2 separate regions of the Sus scrofa genome follow, and region 1 is linked to region 2. A link is a contact called in public HiChIP or PLAC-seq data. All regions are on one chromosome and are shown on one strand. The core of a region is the stretch at or near the end of the contact, and the rest is flanking DNA. Distances in the headings are between cores, read along the strand shown.

Region 1 (3,008 bases), core at 138-2,637, 830 kb after region 2:
GTAGAGAAGTAACAACAGAAATACAACACAAGCCACATACCTAATTTCAAATTTTTTAGTATCTTTTTAAAAAAAAAATAAAAAGAAATAGATGAAATAAACCAGAAACAGACTCACAGACATAAAAAACAAACTTAGGGTTACCAAAGGGGAGAGGGATGAGGGAAAAAAGGAACAAATTAGGAGTAAAGGATTAACAGATACAAACTACGAAATATAAAATAAATAAGCAACAAGGATTTATTGTATCACACATAGAATTATATTCAATATTTTGTAATAACCTGCAATGGAATGTAATCTGAAAAAACAAATAACTGAATCATTTTGTTGTACACCTGAAACAGAGTATTATAAAACAACTATACTTCAATTTTAAAAAAAGAATTTTAAAAATGTTTCTTTTAAAAAATAAACAAATGAATTTTAATAGGTTAAATTTTAACATTTTAATGTAATCGATACAGAAAATATTAATAAGCATTTTACATTTTTCCCATACTAAGTGTATATTTTGCATACACACCATATCTCCTAATTCATTTTCTTTGCTTTTTGCTTTTTAGGGCCACACCCAAGGATATGAAAGTTCCCAGCCAAGGGGTCGAAGGCCACAAGCCTATGCCACAGCCACAGCAACGCGGGATCCAAGCTGCGTCTTCCACCAACACCACAGCTCACAGCAATGCCAGATCCTTAACCCACTGAGCGATACCAGAGATCGAACCCACAACCTCATGGTTACAAGTCGGATTCATTTTCATTGAACCACGACAGGAACTCCTCCTAATTCATTTTCAAATTTATTCTTACTACTAGGAAAATCAAAAAACTGGAATTAAAGTTTTTCATCTTAGAACACATGCAAGCAGACATGAGAAGCAGCAGCATATGCCTCCCCACAGAGTCTACCTAGAGGAGCCTAATGATACATAAACTTCATAAAAACCCAGGAAGTGTTCCGCCTGAGGCCAGAAATTAACCAGTAAAGTTCTGACAACTTAATACATCAATTCCTACCATACACTACCAAACAGAACAAGTGCTTTTTAAAAAAAAAACAAAAAACAAAAAACAAAAAAAAGAGATTAAAGAATGAGTAGGCTTCTACTTCCAGTATGACAGCAGGAGGAGCTCCACCAACCCACTCGCTCCCTGTGAAACTGACGAAAATTATTCTTAATGAAATGACTAATATCTCTGGAACTGATTCCACAGGCATACATTAAATGGAAAACACTTAAGAAATCTACTCAAATGTGTTAAGAGCAGCCGCATGAGTTTGCAGTTTTTTCTGAACCAGGATGCACTCCCTCCTCCACCCCAGCTCAGGGAGTCATCAACTCCACTCCAAGAACACAGGCCTCTGCCCAACCTGCCTGGTGCTGAGGCTAACTTCTGGCTAAGTGTGAGCGAGAGGTGGGGGCTCCTTCCAGCCAGGCCCCTCGTGTGGTACATACACAACTGCAGCCCAGGCCATCCCTGCCCCAAGTCGTGGGATGGGGGTTCTGTACCAAGAGAAGTCAGACAAAGAGGTCTAGGGCTTCTGGCAGCATGCCCCATCCCCCACCACCACCTGCTGCCACCCAGGCACTCAGCTCCAAAAGCAAGAGTGTCACTCAAATGTGACAAGCACAACACAAGAACTGGGGCTCAGAGTTGGCCCAAGGGGAGATAAACATTGAACTGAGAGTTCCCACTGTGGCTCAGTGGGTTAAGAACCCAACAAGTATCCATGAGGATGTAGGTTCAATCCCTGGCCTCGCTCAGTGGGTTATGGATCCAGCACTGCCCCTGGCTGCTGCACAGGTCGCAGATGTGGCTCAGATCTGGCATTCCTGTGGTGAAGGTCACAGCTGCCACTTCCAATTCGACCTCTAGCTCTGGAACTTCCATATGCCACAGGTGTGTCCCTAAGAAAAGGGGTGGAGGGGGAGACTGAACTGTAGGATGCCTAGTGTGCCAGAGAGAAACTGGGAAACATGGGCAAAGGTCCTCGCTTAGAACAGACCTCAAACGCTAACCTCAGACACCATTCAGTCAAAGGAGCCTGAATCTGACTGTTCAGCCAGTAAAGCAAGTTATGTCCCAGGGCACTGCCAAAAGTGTGATGAGAGAAAGGGACAGTCAGAAAGAGGTCCAGCCAAACCACCACCCTCGCAAGGTGACTGTGGGCATGCCCAAGGCTGTGGCCCCTGAGGAGTGACATCAGGTGCTTCTGAGAAGTTGCCCAGAGTAGGGTGGAAGGTGGAACAGACAGCACTTAAAACCTAGCCACCACACAGGTAAACACACACGTGCCAACAGGCCTAGGGGTGGGGAAGTGGGGCGACAAGCACCAGGACTGACACATTATACGTATTACTATAAAATGTTCAATTCTCAACAAGAAATTATAAAACACACAAAGAAACAGGTAAGCACAACCCATAACTTATCAGAAAAAAGGCAGGCAACAGAAACTGCCTGTGAGAAGACCAAATGTCAGATTCAACAGAAAAAGACGAATGGGCCATTGTAAGCATGCTCAAGAACTGAACAAAATGATGATTAAAGAACTAAAGGGAGATATGATGACAAAGATGCACCAAATAAATAATACGAATAAACAGAAGTCATTTAAAAAGAACCAAAAAGAAATTCTGTCATTGAAAAATATCTGAAATGAAAAATTCACTAAAAGGGCTCAACGACAGATTTAAACTGGCAGAAAAATTGGTAAATTTGAAACTAGATCAATAGAGATAATCCAATGCAAAGAACAGAAAAAAAAAAACGAAGAGAAGCATGCGGTAACATTAAGCACACCAGTATGTGTAACAGGAGGAAAAGAGAGGAGCAGGGAGAAATACCTGAGGAAATAATAGCCGAAAACTTTCCAAATGTGTAGGTAAATACTAATCTACACATCCAAAAGGTTCAACAAACGCAAAACAGAACAAACACGGAGATCCACAAACACACACATCACAGCCCAAATATCTTAGAGACAAGGAGAGAACCTTAGA
Region 2 (3,077 bases), core at 57-2,556:
CACTGGGTTTGTGGTTTCTGTCATGCTTGAAACTGGAAACAAATGGAGTCACTGATGCTCTGAAGACCAAATAATTCAGTAAAGTTAGGACTAACTATTAAGTGAATAAAGAGAAATTACTCCATTTTTGTTGCTTAAGCAGTTGAAAAAACCCAGGCAGACTAAGGTGTTTACTGAAATTGACACAAGTAAGCCATCTGCTGAAAAGTCATTGAAAATTTATTATGAAGCAGCAAAGTAAGGGTGAGTTGTACTTATCAATGCTGAGTTGAAAAACATATTTATCGATGATTTTTCTGATGAGTTATCGGTATTGTACGTGAACTGGTCTTTGTTGCCAGTTTAACCAAAAAGAAATTGCACAATATACTTAGTGACCTTCAAATACTCTAAAATAGAGCCATTTCTTGGATTCTGTTTATGGGCTGGAAGTAAGAGCTGCTGGTACATGACATGCTGTCTGTTTAAAGCTGGAGACCTTAACCTTGGAGGTCAGTGTATTTGTCTGCATTGGTTTTTTCTCACTGTAGTGTAAGATGCCTAAGTTCAGGTGCTGTAGTTTGTTTATAAATCAGGGTTTAGAACCGTGCTTCCCGCATAGTGACAGCCTCGTAAACATGTTGGGTGAGTAGATAAACTATGTAGTAAACCGTAGCTTTGACCTCTGATGGACCACATCAGCTGAAGGTGGGGCACTGGAGGAAGAACCTTCTAAATTACGTCATTGCTTCTGGATGTACTCTCAGGGCCAGGTCTTAGGAAGCCTAAGCTGTCAGCTTGGGAAAGTGTTCTTTAGGGTTTTATGACCCCTAACTTTGTTTCTGCTTCTGATATTTGGGTAGATCTAAATCTTCTGTAATCCACTGCACGTAGTAGATTCCGTAAAGCTTCATGTTTGTCTTTCTTCTCTGAATTTGTAGTTTTGTTTAACCTTGTGAATGACACTCCCTGGGATATGGAGATTCTGTCCACTTTAATATTAAAATCCTCCTCTGCTGAGGCCCCCCTTTAATGAGCAGTCACAGGGGATACGAGTATCTTCACGTTTTTCCTGGTTCCGGTGGTCTGTCTGCAGGCCTCTTCTCCAAACTGCCTTGTGACCAGTTTTCCATTCATGTTCCTTCCAAGTCCCTGACCATCCAGCCAAACCACTGGCCACAGCCTGTGAATGTATAATTGCACATCTGGCTAGTTTTCATTCCAGGTGGAGTGAGAGCCAGGTGCAGTGCCCAAGTCCTGTCCACTCAGAGGATTCTGCTCCACTGCTGTCCTTGGGAAGTGTCCCAGGGAGAGGCTGTGGGGCTTAGCTGTCCACTTGGGGGCAGTGTCTGCACATCGTGTAGAACCGTCTGGCCCCAGGCCCAGTCTTGGGTCCTTTGCTGGCTGATCGGGAGGAACTCCCCACGAGGCCGTGGGTGCAGGGTGGGCGGGGGAGAAGGCAGAAGAGCTGAGAGGGGGCCATGGACATCTGGGCCACTTCTTCCTGTGACTTCGTTGTGCCTGTGGGGCCTGCTCAGGCATGACCATGTGTACACCCATCCGGCTGATGTCACAGTGTTGCTGCACACGCCCTCTTTGTGGCTTGGTGGGTCAGATAAAGATAACACCCTGTTCATGACGGCAGCTCAGGTTGCATGGTAACTTGCTGGCCATGCCCAAGTGTTCGGTTTTTGTGAATGCCTGACAGCAAACCAAGAGCTTTTTCTCAGAAGGAATAGTTATCCGCAGAGGATGGCAGGGCTTTGCTCCAAAATCCTAAGGCCCTATGCTGTGATCCACCTCGAGGGCTGCCAATGGCTCCAAACAGCATCCCTGTCTGCTGCTGACACATCAGGCACCGTCGGATCTGCTGGATCCTAAGGCCAAGGGCAGAGCAGCCTGGACCTGCTGCAGAGCCTTCGCTTGTTCTGGGCCCCACTCAAAACCAGCAGTTTTTGGAGTCACTCAGTAAACAGGCCGAAGTAACACACCCAAGGGAGGAATATTTGTCTCCAAAATCCAAAGAAACCCCCTAAGCATCATTCCTCTCTTTTGGTTGTAGGAGAGACCAGATGCAACAGTCCAAAGAGGGGATATCTTGACATGGTATCCCCACCACACCACTGGAGCCCTGGAGATTTTACTGGAGGGGAAGGCTCCTGAATTATTGTTAGATTTATTCCCCGCCCCCGACTGATAGGCCTAGAGTAGTTGCTACCTCTTACTCACTAGGTCTAATTAGCATGATTTCACCACTGTGGAAGTGGGATTGTAGATGGGTGTCCAGTCTTCTGGAAGGGATTGTCATCAAGATCCCTGCAAACTAAATCGTGACGTGGATCGGCAAGGTGTACCCCTGAGTTAGGACAGTTGGAGCAGTGAAGGTGTATTGCTTACCTTGCCAGCTGAAAGCAGACTGCTTCTGTGGGCCTTGTGGACAGGGATGGGAAAAAAAAAAAAACAGCATTTTTGTCCCATCAGTAGCTTCACATCGGGAACCAGGAGATGTGTTCATTTATCCAAGGAATGAAACCCCGTCTGCTCTGGAAGCTGCAATCAGAGTCACTCCCTGGCTAAGCTTATGAGAATCCGCTGTCATTCTCCAGGGTGTGTCTTTCTTGGGGATCAGGGAACCACCACCACCGCTCATCATTCAAGTCCTTGAGGGCTGCACTAAACCCTGCATGACCTTCAGGAATGTGGGATTTCTTTTGTATTCCTGAGTTCCTAGCTAGAGGCAGTTCTAGAGCTTCTGCTTGGCCTTTTCCACCATAGTAGCTCTCACTCCACTGGTTGGGGAGCCAGTGTGGGATTCCGCCTGCTTTTGCGCCTTGGTTCAGGGACCCACTGTGAGACGTGTGAGACCTGAGCTGAAACTCCCCTGACAGTCGGACCCACGAGCCCTGTGCGGCTGGTGCACCGCAAGAGGTTTTGGGTCTCCTGGAGTTAGTATCCGTTCAGAGCCAGGGTTTGGTAGTCCCTGGAAAGTCTGATTATTTCTTTTACCCCCATGCAGTTATAACGTCCATACGCATTTGTTAATCACCTACCATCTTGTGTGACATTTATGGAATTTTCTTGAATTGTTATTTGTCTTT

What was found. HiChIP or PLAC-seq counts read pairs in DNA pulled down with a chosen protein or histone mark.
Region 1: a contact with region 2 is called in an H3K27ac HiChIP or PLAC-seq map of alveolar macrophages. The contact joins two enhancer-like sites. A contact is called at or near these places in 1 of 5 promoter capture datasets (liver) and 1 of 2 datasets of contacts at active chromatin or transcription factors (alveolar macrophages).

Annotation. Positions count from the first base shown.
Region 1 is chr18:2,661,869-2,664,876 of Sscrofa11.1, forward strand. All of the region lies in intron 1 of RBM33 (RNA-binding protein 33), which reads right to left. Among named protein-coding and RNA genes, the nearest start is that of RBM33, 13 kb to the right of the region's middle. Within about 2 kb of position 1,388, at least 10 of the 83 cell types and tissues checked have an H3K27ac peak or open chromatin away from gene starts, as enhancers often do. A contact at or near this core is called in alveolar macrophages, where this site is marked.
Region 2 is chr18:1,831,870-1,834,946 of Sscrofa11.1, forward strand. All of the region lies in intron 4 of LMBR1 (limb region 1 protein homolog), which reads left to right. Among named protein-coding and RNA genes, the nearest start is that of LMBR1, 38 kb to the left of the region's middle. Within about 2 kb of position 1,307, at least 4 of the 83 cell types and tissues checked have an H3K27ac peak or open chromatin away from gene starts, as enhancers often do. A contact at or near this core is called in alveolar macrophages, where this site is marked.